Linked DNA regions of Sus scrofa: region 1 is linked to region 2. A link is a contact called in public promoter capture Hi-C data. All regions are on one chromosome and are shown on one strand. The core of a region is the stretch at or near the end of the contact, and the rest is flanking DNA. Distances in the headings are between cores, read along the strand shown.

Region 1 (5,988 bases), core at 886-3,385, 580 kb before region 2:
TTGAGCTGAACTCTCACCAAAGGCCTCATCCCACCGAATCCTTGCAAGAGCGCTAGCACTGAGGTACCATCACCCTGGTTTTACAGGCTAGAACACCAAGCCTCACGGAGATAAATCACAACTGCTTTACCACGGGAGACATGTGGCTTTGGGCAGAACATGGCACCAAGAAAGTACTCAAGAAATGGTTTCCTGGCACAACACTGTAAATCAACTATATCTTTTTTTTTTTTTAGGCCACACCCACATCGTATGGAAGTTCCCAGGCTAGGGGTCCAATAGGAGCCGCAGCTGCCAGCCTGCACCTATACCACAGCCACAGCAGTGAGGGATCCAAGCCAAGTCTGTGACCTACACCACAGCTCAGGGCAACGCCGGATCCTTAACCCACTGAGCAAGGCCAGGGATTGAACCCATGTCGTCACGGATACTAGTCAGGTTCATTATCACTGAGCCACAACGGGAACTCCCTGAATCAACTACAATTAAAAAAAAAAAAGAAAAAAGAAATGGTGGTTCCCATCCCTTCCCCTGGCCCAAGGGTCTGTTAACCTACTACCCTGCCCCACCCCACTCCGAGGTTCTCTTGGAGGTGGGGGGGACGGGGGATGACGGAAGGTATGGCCAGTTCCATCTCTGCTTTGCTGGGACTGTCCCCGGTCTACACCCTCCTGGGACTTTCAGAGGCTCACTGGGCAGCCCTGAAGGTGGTCCACGGAGGGCTGGGGAGGAGAGAGGCACTCGCCCCCAGGATACTGGGACACACTTTGAAACCCAAGCTGCCTTGAGGATGCAGAAGGAGCATGAGGCGCAGAGTGCACCAGATCTGAGACCACCCTCTCCAAAGCTGGACAACCTGGGCAGCCACCACACCTGCCTGGGCCTTAGTTTCCTCAGGTGCAACCCAGAGAGGGGAAGACCCACCTGGCAGGGGCAGAGCAGACCACAGAGGACACAGGTGAAGGTCAGACGGCTCCCCATTGTGAGCCACCCCTCCCACCCCTACCCCTGCCCAGGGGCCCCTCACCCCCAGGTGGTGAGGCCTGGGTGTGAATCCTGGTTCCAAAGCCCACATGCTGTGTGACCCTGGGCAAGTGAACCGACTCTAGGGCCTCAGTTTGCCCAGCTGGAAAATGGGAATGGAAGGATGCACATCTTAAGGATGTGATCCTGCTAAACTGATGCCTGACTCAGAGCGAGTGCTCTGTAAAGAGTAGCTACTGTCATTATTACCAGCGGTCATATTACTTGCCCCTCTGGGACTGAACGGGACTTTGGCCCTTCCAGCTGAGCGACTGTGGGAACCCCAACCCTAAGAGGGAAGTGTTTTGTCCAAGTCACCAGCGAGTCAGTGGACATGGAGTCTGAACTCAGAAACCCTCCGAAGCCCAGGCCTCCCATACCGATGGGTCCTAACCGAGACGGCCCCCAGCCCAGCCCTCCCCCACCCCCATCCCTCTCTCCCGCTCCGGGCCTCGGGTCCTCACCCTCCGGTTTGGCGTCACCCTTCGTTTCGGTCAGAAGCAGCCAGCCCAGTGGGGCCAGAAGTAGCAGGAGCCGCATGGCCAGGGCCTGGGGACGTCCGGCTGATCCAGCGGCTCTCGCAAAAAAGCTGGAAACTTCGCGACGGGGCCGGTGATCCCGCTGCCACGCACTGGGCCCGCCCCGGGGGCGGTGTCGCCCCGCCCCCACCGCCTGGGGGAAGGGTTTTCTGCAGACTCGCCCGAACCCGCGGCCTCTCCGAGTCCGGGCAGCTCCCTCCGGCCTGTCTCTGCGGCTCCCGGGTCCTGCCGCCGCCGACTTCCTCCCACCTTTCTCCAGGGGGCTGCACTCCGACCAGGAAGAGAAGGGGAGATGGGGGCGAGGCAACAATTTCCATACCCCAGACTCCGAGCCAAGGCTGGATGGTATCCTGAGCCTCAGTTTCGCCCCGGAGAAGTGGGATTTATAATGGCATCTATTCCTCGGACTCTATGCGCGGATTAATGACATCGTTACCTGCAGTGCGTTTAGAACAGCGCCTTGATAAACCCTCTAAATCTCAGTTCATGAGATTTCCTGAGTCCTTGGCCAGGGCCATGGCTATCAGGGTCTGAGCCTGGAGTGGGTGAGGCAGGGCAGCAATGTGTTCAGAAGCATCCACACCCCTGCGGAGCGGCTCCTGGCTGCTGGAAGTGAAGAAAGCACATGACCCCCCCCTCCACACACACACACACCATCCTTGCAAAAAGAGACTCACTTAGTCTGCCTTTTTGTCCCCGGGAGGCAAAGGTAATCTCCCATCCAGGGAAGGTCTTGTTCATGAGGTCCCATTGAATGAATGAATGAATGAAAAAGTGTTCCCTGGTGGCCTAGCAATTAAGGATCTGATGTGGTCACTGCTATGGCTTGGGTCACTGCTGTGGCACAGGTTCCATTCCAGGCACAGGAACTTCTGCATCCCACAAAGCGAAAGAAAGAAAGAAAAAGGGGAAGAGGTGCTCTCATCGTGGCGCAGCAGAAACGAATCTGACTAGGAACTATGAGGTTGCAGGTTCGATCCCTGGCCTCACTCAGTGGATCCGGCATTGCCGTGAGCTGTGGCGTAGCTCGGATCCCACATTGCTGTGGCGGTGGCATAGGCCGGTGGCTACAGCTCCGATTAGACCCCTAGCCTGGGAACCTCCATATGCCACAGGTGCGACCCTGAAAAGACAAAAATTTAAAAAAAAAAAAAAAGAGGAAGAAAGAAAGGAACCATTTAGGGTCTTTTCACAGATGTGGATCTTCAAGGCCCAACAAAGAACTCAATGGTTTTTAGAATGAGAACTCCTGGAGCAGAGGTCAGCTAGAGGCAACCATCTCTTGAGAAACAACAACAGCAAAACTCCCAAAACTCCCTTCCTTGGAAGAGACCCTGAAACAGAGGTGTGGGGGCCTATTTTCAGCAAGTTAGGCTCCAGAGAGGTGGGTAGTGAGTACAAACCTGGGTGGCGGAGGGAAGAGAAACGTCCTGGTTATCAGTGAGCAACGAATATACACCATATACAGTCCAAACAAAGCCAACACATGTTCTTGTTTGAAGGTAGGTACAACCCCTGGCCACCAAGGAGGTCATCTCATTGTAGAGAGATTTGTTACCGTAAAGACGGTAAAAGTGAGGCCTGGGGGGCGGGGGGGGGGGTACCCAGCAGCACGGTCAAGGTCAAAAGGCAACTAAAGTGAAGAGACATGAATGCAATCCAGAGCCACCCATCTGGGACCTGGAACTCAGGGGTGGGGGTGGTTTTTGCAGCTGGGGACAGGATTTGGTGCCAGAGTCAACCGGATGTTTTTGCATGCAGGAGCCTGCAGACTGAAATTCCAGCTCCTCCAAGGAGGAAATGAAAGGATAAGCAGAGGGGAAGAGTCGGAGCATGTGTCGGCTGGCTCAGTTTTCAAAGCTCTGACTCAGGCCATGTTGCCCACAGCCCTGCGAGGTGGGCAGTCATGGCTCCATTTTCCGAAATAGGAAACCGGGGCTCAGAGAAGTGACGCCAGTTGCTCGAAGTCACACAGCTGATGTGGGACCACATCAGGGAGGTGACTTAGAAACTCAGCTCACCCTTTGCATTTGCTGGGGCCCAAGGAGTACCTGGATGATGATGTACTGTGGGCAGAAAGAAAGATCCTTGGGGGCCCCCAGAGTCATTGTAAAACTGGAGAGGGATCAACCTTGGAGGCTGCTGCCCTCCCTCGGAGAAAGGATTCACCCTGGCGAGACCTGCCTGCCGCAACTTCGGTATTTATTTCCCTGCTCCCTTCGCCAAATTGCTGGAACTTGAACTCGGTCCAAGCGTCATCCAAAAGGAGGGCCGGTCTCTTTAAGCAGCTTGGCTGCTGCCCAGATGTTACTCCTGGTACGTGCTGCACGTGTTGTGTGTAGTTAAAGGCAAAGGACTCTGCTTTTCTGGGAAGGAACTGGAAGGAGAGCTGGGCTGGGGGCGCTATTGTCTGCTACCATGAGGGGCTTTTCCCCCTTTCATCCTGTGCTTTTCTCCACTCTTACCATTTCCTTTCTTTTCTTTTTCTTCTTCTTTTTTCTTTTTAGGCTGCCCCGAGGCACATGGCATTCCCAGGCCAGGGATCAGATCTGAGCCACGTTTGTCACCAAGGCTGCAGCTGTGGCAACTCCAGATCCTTAACCCACTGCTGAGCTGAGGATCGAACCTGCATCCCAGCAGTGCAGCGACACTGCCCATCCCGTTGCGCCACAGCGGGAACTCCACCGTTTCCTTTCTTGACCCTAGGCAGAGCGATGACCTCAGTGGACAGCCACATTCTGTGCTGCCAGCGGGCCTCCTCCCTGCCCCACACCTATCAGCTGGTCCCACGGGTAGCTCCTTCGATGATAATAATAATACTATGTTTTCAAATTGTCCCTTTAAATGAAAAAAAGTAACATACAAGGGTAGATCATATGCTACAATTTCCGTGAAGGGAAATGTAGACATCTATGTGTATGTGTTTGTGTATCTGTAAGTGAGTAAAATTTCTGGAAGAGGATCCGAGGAACAGGAAGCAGTGGTGGCATTTGGAGAGAGGAACTAACTGGCTGGGGGTCCTAGGAAAGAGGAAGACTTAATGGCCACTCTTCACCCTCTTGTATATTCTGAATTTTGTGCCATGTACACGTTTCCTAGTAAAACTGAAGAGTGAATGGTTATCTTAAGCCAGGTAGTATGCTAAATGCTTAACTTGTTTGTGAAAACGTCACATCTCAGAGGACTCCTGTGCTGTCTCGTGATCCCCATTTTATGGATGGAGAAACTGAGGCCCAAAGTTAGCTGACTTGCTAGCAAGGGACAAGGTCAAGATTCAAAACCCAGGCAGCCTGGTGCCAGCGTTCTTGGTCTTGGCCTCCTGGCTTTGCTGTGGCTGTGTTGCTGATCCTGGGTTGTGATTCCCTCCCAGGGGCGTGTTTGAGAGCCGTGAGGGAGTTCAGAGCACCAATAATAAACCTTGTCTTTGATGTAGAAATCTACTTCCAATAATTGCTCCCCCAGAAGCAGTCACAAAAGTGGGCCAAGTTATATGTCTCTTCCATGGATGTTTGTAATGGCAAAAATAATGATGTGGGTTTTCATTGAGTGTGCACTTACCCATGTCATACACCCGGCTTGCTTTGCCTGCCTTAACTTATTTGTTTCTCAAAAACCTAAGAGGCAGATTCTCTGGTCATCCCCCTTTCAAGGGTGGGTTCAAGCCTGCCTTAGTCCTTTGCTCTCACCTCACCCTGCCTCCCAACTATTTCTGATTCCCGGACGGGGTTGGAGGGATTGCCTCTCTCTAACTGTAGGTCATGGATTCCTGCACACCCAGGAACCTCTTCTGTGGGGTTTGTTAAGTCCTGGTTGGAATTAAGAATTTTGTGTTGGGAGTTCCCATCGTGGCTCAGCGGTTAATGGATCCGACTAGGAACCATGAAGTTGAGGGTTCAATCCCTGGCCTTGCTTAGTGGGTTAAGGATCCGGCATTGCCATGAGCTGTGGTGTAGGTTGTAGATGTGGATTGAATCCCGTGCTGCTGTGGATCTGGTGTAGGCCGGCAGTGCAGCTCCAATTCAACCCCTAGCCTGGGAACCTCCATATGCCGCATGGGAGTGGCCCAAGCAATGGCAAGAAAAAAAAAAAAAGAATTTTGTGTTGACGTACAATGGAATATTAGTCTTAAAAAAGAATGAGATTATGCCTGCCCTTCGCAAAGACATGGATGGACCTAGAGATTATCATACTAGGCGAAGTAGGCCACAGTCCAAGATCATGATATCACTTATATGGGGAATATAAACATAAAGGATACATGGAGCTCCCGTCATGGCTCAGTGGTTAATGAATCCAACTGGGAACCATGAGGTTGCGGGTTTGATCCCTGGCCACGCTCCGTGGGTTAAGGATCTGGTGTTGCTGTGAGCTGTGGTGTAGGTCGAAGACTTGGCTCAGATCCCGCATTGCTGTGTCTGTGGTGTAG
Region 2 (6,162 bases), core at 719-3,218:
ATGTAGGTCGCAGATGCAGCTCAGATATGGCGTTGCTGTAGCTGTAGCATAGGCCAGTGGCTACAGCTCTGATTCACCCCCTAGCCTGGGAAACTTCATATGCCATGTGGCCCTAAAAAGATTAAAAAAGAAAGAAAGAGAGAGAGAGGGAGGGAGGGAGGGAGGGAGGGAGCGAGAAAGAGAGAGAGAAAGAAAAAAGCATGCCTTTCCCAAATCCCATTACCTCTTAGCGGTATATTTTCCCTTTGTGAACATAGACACATAAGAAATATACAACTTGGAGTTCCCGTCGTGGCGCAGTGGTTAACGAATCCGACTAAGAACCATGAGGTTGCGGGTTCGGTCCCTGCCCTTGCTCAGTGGGTTAACGATCCAGCGTTGCCGTGAGCTGTGGTGTAGGTTGCAGAAGCGGCTCGGATCCCGAGTTGCGGTGGCTCTGGCGTAGGCCAGTGGCTACAGCTCCAATTTAACCCCTAGCCTGGGAACCTCCATATGCCTCGGGAGCGGCCCAAGAAATAGCAACAACAACAAAACAACAACAAAAAAGACAAAAGACAAAAAAAAAAAAAAAAAAAGAAATATACAACTTGTAAAAGGTTATATTAGACTTAAATTTTATAACCTGAATTTTTTTTAGCAGACTGTGAACCCTTTACTTTTTTAGCAAATATTCATCTAGATTGTGATTATTAATGCCTATGTGAGGTTTCGGTAATAGGAATGCATATTTTATTTAATCGGATTCCTATTATAAGATACAGGAATTTTTAAAGTTTATTGCAATAGACCATGCTTTAAAAAAAAAAAAATGAGATGTCAAATTTATTTTTGCTATTTTTTTTTTGTTTTGTTTTGTTTTTTTGCTTTGAAGGACCACATATGGAGGTTCCCAGTCTAGGGGTTAAGCAGAGCTACAGCGCCAGCCTATGCCACAGCCACACCAGATCCGAGCCATGTCTGGAACCTACACCACAGCTCACGGCAATGCCAGATCCTTAACCCACCGAGCGAGGCCAGGGATCGAACCCGCAACCTCATGGTTCCCAGACGTATTCGTTTCCATTGCAGCCACAAGGGGAACTCCTGCTATTGATTTTAGAAAGCTTTTTTTTTTTTTTTTTTTTTTTTTTTTTTTTTTTGTCTTTTTGCCATTTCTTGGGCCACTCCCCAGGCTAGGGGTCCAATCGGAGCTGTAGCCACCGGCCTACGCCAGAGCCACAGCAACGCGGGATCCGAGCCGCGTGTGTGGCCTACACCACAGCTCATGGCAACGACGGATCGTTAACCCACTGAGCAAGGGCAGGGATCGAACCCGCAACCTCATGGTTCCTAGTAGGATTCGTTAACCACTGCGCCACGACGGGAACTCCTAGAAAGCATGTTTTTAAAATGATCCTGCTTTGAAATTATTTATGAGTAACCCATTTAGCTAAAACTTGTCTATGGTTTCTTGCGAAAGATCTTACGACCTAGGTAATTTTGGAAAAGTGGGGAAATCCAAAAGCGCTTTCAAATGCGTATTTAACAAAAGAGAAATCACGAGTGCACAAGAAATGCTAGTCAGAAACTTCCACGTCTTTTACTCTAGTAACTATAGTGCGCAGGCATCGCTAAACTTTGATCTTGAAGATTAAACGCGGCGGGTTCTCGAGCCACGGTCTACTGCCTCGTGGTCCCAATCCCGCGGTACCCAGGCGGCGGACTCGGCGTGGCCACAGCCCAGGTGCTGAGGGGAAATATACTAGCGATGCACCGGATGTGTGCGTGGAAGTGACTGAAGTCAACTCACCAGCGATTGGTTTTTTCGAGAGGATCTAAGCTTTATTTCGCCTGCCACTGGCCACAGGGTTTGTCTATTTGAATAGTCTCCGCCCCGCGGAGAAGCCGGGTCCTGAAGCTTCACTTCTCCTTCATTACTATTGGTCTCCATTCCAGTCCATCTTCTTCTTGCGCCCATCGATTGGTCCTTTGTGTTGGGAGACTGCCCTCCCTCCCGCCCGGCTTAGAGGACAGCGGGGAAGGCGGGTGGTGGGGCTGGGGGCCTGAAGCAGTGGAACCGGCGCTGGTGGCGGCAGCTGAGCCCTCGGCCGAAGCCGCGCGGTGAGTCTGGGGCCTGGCACCGACCCCTCCAAGGCGGTGGAATGTCCAGACCCACGGCCAACCTGGTCCGTGGGGGGACCCCCAGGAAGTCGTGCGTTTGAGACGTGGGGTCCCCTCAGTACTGGCCCAAAGGACTTGGGCGCCGCCGGAGCCCTTGACCCCCGCGAGGCAACGCCCACCTCCTCCCGGATCCCCAGGAAACCCCCGGACCCTTTAGCTCACGCTATGTCTCTGGCGCCGTGAAGGCGGGCCCATGAGCTCCTGTATTGCTGGGGAGCATTTGGGTCGCCTTGCGCATCAGTCACCCCTATGAGCCACCTACCGATTGGCCTCCGAGAGGACCAGCGTCAGTGTCAGCCCCTTTAGCTCCACCGTGGAGACCTCTCAAGCACCCATTTCGCAGAGCTGAGCTGGGTTCCATCCCTGAGCTTCATCTCCTCTGCTTCCCCCGCCCCCATCCCTAGTTTCAGCCACCTGACGTTAACTTGTGTAAGCCCTCGCCAAGACCCTTAAGATAGATATTTCACTCCTAGTATTTTGACTTCTGCCTGGAGGCCTTAGACCTTATTAAGATATACTGGTTCCTTCCTTCGACTGGAAATTCTTTGCCAGCCTCCCTCCCCCTCGTCATAGACAAGCACCACACACTCTGTAGTAGTTTTCCCATTTGGAGCCCTTGGGTTTCCTCTCTCCTGAAGTTTGACACTTCCTTCTGCAGTCTTTGCACCCTTTCAGAACCAATTAGTCCCTGGTTTTTTTGTTTGTTTGTTTGTTTTTTCCTGCATTTCACAAATTCTTTCAAAAACAAGAATTTTGAAAATTTGATTTTCTAATATAATCAGGACATACCCTAGGATAGGTGTATATGTTACGGCCGTCGCAGTCTGGGCCGAGTTCTGTTATGGCCACTTTATTGTGGTTGCCGGATTGTCTGTACTTCCTCCTAGACTGTAAGCTTGCTGAGGGGAGGGGCAATACATAATTGTGGAACAAATGCCTGATCTCAGGAACTAATTAGTCTTTTTTTAGCTTACATTCCAAGTACTAGTCTTTATGGAACTGCGCTGTCCAATACAACAACCACAGGTGGCTTAGAGCACTTGAAAATGTTGAAATTGCTAAGTTGAAATTGCAGTAAGTGGAGTTTCCATTGGGGCGCAGCAGAAATGAATCCGACTAGTATCCATGAGGATGTAGGTTCGATCCCTGGCCTCACTCATTGGGTCAGGGATCCTATGTTGCCATGAGCTGTGGTGTAGGTGACACACACGGCTAGGATCCCATGTTGCTATGGCTGTGGTGTAGGCCGGTAGCCATAGTCTGATTTGACCCGAGCCTGGGAACTTTCATATGACGCAGGTGCAGCCCTAAAAAAAAAAAAAAGAAATTGCCGTAAGTGAATATATCAGTAATTTGGGGGGGAGGGAGGCAGTGGGCTGTGCCCACATCAAGCATCAGTTCCCGGGCCGGGGATCGAACGTGCGCTACAGCTGTGACAGTGCTGGATGTGTAACTGCTAGGCCACCAGGGAACACCTGTCATAACTTTTTATATTGTGACATGTTGAAATGATATTTGGATATATTGGAGTAAATAAAATAACTAATTTTGCCTGTATCTTTTGACCTTTGCTATGTGGTTACTAGGAACTTTAAAGTTACATTTGTAGCTCGTATTTCTGTCAGACCCGTGCTGCTATAGAATAACAATCAGTTTCCCTCTCTAAAGTGAATTTGAGGAGAGGGGCAGTCTTAGGCTTGCTTTGTTTTCTCTCACGCTCCCCATCTCTGCTACCTGGCTCTGTGCAACGTACAGAGTAGTAGTAATAATAATAATATTAACCCAGCAACTATTGCAAACTCACTGTGTGCCCAGCACTATGTTAAGCACTTTTTAACATGTATTAGCTCGTTTAATCTTCACATCAGTCCTCTGAGTTAGGTACTCTTATCCTCCGATTATAACTAAGATATTTGAAGTGTCTTCCTTGAGGTATATAATTTTGGACTGGATTCACACCCAGGTAGTCTGGCTGCACAGCCCATAGCATAATTTGACCTTCTCTGCTCTGCTGCCTCTTTCAACACCCGTGGTTATCAAATGAATTGAGGCTTTCTGCATGCTTTTCATTGGGGTCTCCCAGCCTTTTTAGGATCCCCAGCCTGATGTGGATGAGTGGAGGCCTGTGGGGGGAGGTGGGGCCATAGATTAGTTCACCGCCATGGTTTGTTATCCAGAATATTAAAGCCAGCTTCTCTCCAAAGAACCTCAGGGCAAAATGCTTGGAACCGGACCTGCCGCCGCCACCACAGCGACCACCACTTCCAGCAACGTGAGCGTCCTGCAGCAGTTTGCCAGTGGCCTGAAGAGCCGGAATGAGGAGACCAGGGCCAAAGCTGCCAAGGAACTCCAGCACTATGTCACCATGGAGCTCCGAGAGGTTGGAGCTGCTGCGGTTTGGGGCCCTTCATCATGGCCTTTTGGGGCTGCATGTGCCATTCCTGGTTTAGATGCCTCTTGACAGCTGATTGAGGGCTCAGAAAAGGCAAAGATTCTAGTTTAGAAAGGCACCCAATTTCTCAGGTCTGTAGAATGGGCAGGTTCCTTTGCCACAGTTCCACATTTCTGTGGCATTTCCTTTCTTGTGATAGTTTAGGAGTCAGAGTAGAATTGGCTGTTCCGGGAGTTCCTGTCATGGTGCAGCGGAAACGAATCCGACTAGGAACCATGAAGTTGCGGGTTCGATCCCTGGCCTCACTCAGTGGGTTAAGGAACCACGTTGCCATGAGCTGTGGTGTAGGTGGCAGACATGGCTCGGATCTGGCGTTGCTGTGGCTGTGGTGTAGGCAGCGGTTACAGCACTGGTTCAACCCCCAGCCTGGAAACTTCGTATGCCTCAGGTGTGGCCCTAAAAAGACAAAAAAAAAAAAAAAAAAAAAAAAGAAAGAAAGAAAGAAAGAAAGAAAAAGAATCGGCTGTTTCTTTTAATTTTTTTCTTTTTCATGCCACATTCCAGGCTTTTGAATCTTTCTGCCTGATAACATGGGTTGGGATGGGTTTGAAGAGTTGATTGCTTGGGGCTTTTCAAATAGAGGCCAGACCTGAGGTAGGGACAGTGTCTTTTTTGGCCTTGTACCCAGGCTACCAGGTAGAATCTAGGACAGGACATGGCCTCCCCTTGAGTAGATACACAGTAGGTATTGGTTAAGTAAACAGATGATTGCTCTACGGTTTAAAACAACAGAGATGGTCAGCGGCTGTGTCGTCTTCGGTTAACTGCACCTGCTGGCCACCTCTTGGGTTCTGGTCTTCGAAAGGCACCCCACGCCCCCACCAGCAGGGAACATTAGACATTGCCCTGAATACGTCTTCCTTTACAGATGAGTCAAGAGGAGTCTACTCGTTTCTATGATCAGCTGAACCATCACATTTTTGAACTGGTTTCCAGCTCAGATGCCAATGAGAGGAAAGGCGGCATCTTGGCCATAGGTAAGGACAGGGTCTCTGGCACAGTAAGAACTGGACATCCAGGACTGTGTCCTTTGTGTCCACTGCACTCCGTGTCTACTACTTACTGGATCCTCACTTCATATTTGTTTAATGAATTCTAAGGAGACTTGTGGCTTTCAGTTGCTTATTCGGCTATTAATTTTAACCACAGTCCTGGGCAAACCCAAGGGCAAAGAGGGTTTTTTTCAGACATGGAGCCTCAGAACCACTAAGCGACTTTTCCAGGGCTGGTGCGCCAGAGCTGAGGCTGGAAGTCAGCTTTCTTCCTGCTACCCTTGTTGCATTTTGCAGGCTCTTGTTTCTCTCTAGAGCCAAGTTTGGCAGAGCAGAGCTCAGAAATGGAAAAGTAGAGTTGAGGGGACTGTGAATAAAAGGCAGATAATTTCAGCTCATGGGGACTGGTTATCCATCCTGTGAATTATTATTCAGTCCTGGTTTGTTTTCCTTTTCTTCTTGGGAAACCTGTATATGCTAAAATATTAAGATGAGATCATTTTGCTTTATCTAAGTAGTTCTGGTCCAAACATTAAGTCTGTTTGTTAAAATGGAATG

The links. Promoter capture Hi-C pulls out the DNA fragments that hold promoters and counts their contacts.
Region 1: a promoter capture Hi-C map of liver shows a contact between it and region 2, with 3 times the contacts expected there. The contact joins the promoter of PLOD1 here to the promoter of MTOR in region 2. A contact is called at or near these places in 1 of 5 promoter capture datasets (liver), 2 of 47 Hi-C or Micro-C datasets (heart right ventricle and liver) and 1 of 2 datasets of contacts at active chromatin or transcription factors (alveolar macrophages).

What each region holds. Positions count from the first base shown.
Region 1 is chr6:71,984,085-71,990,072 of Sscrofa11.1, reverse strand. PLOD1 (procollagen-lysine,2-oxoglutarate 5-dioxygenase 1) reads right to left here and starts at 2,135. Exons shown (of 19, transcript XM_003127577.5): 1 at 1,488-2,135. The coding sequence starts at 1,563.
Region 2 is chr6:71,408,719-71,414,880 of Sscrofa11.1, reverse strand. It overlaps MTOR (serine/threonine-protein kinase mTOR), which reads left to right and starts at 1,968. Exons shown (of 58, transcript XM_003127584.6): 1 at 1,968-2,100; 2 at 4,365-4,540; 3 at 5,481-5,589. The coding sequence starts at 4,379.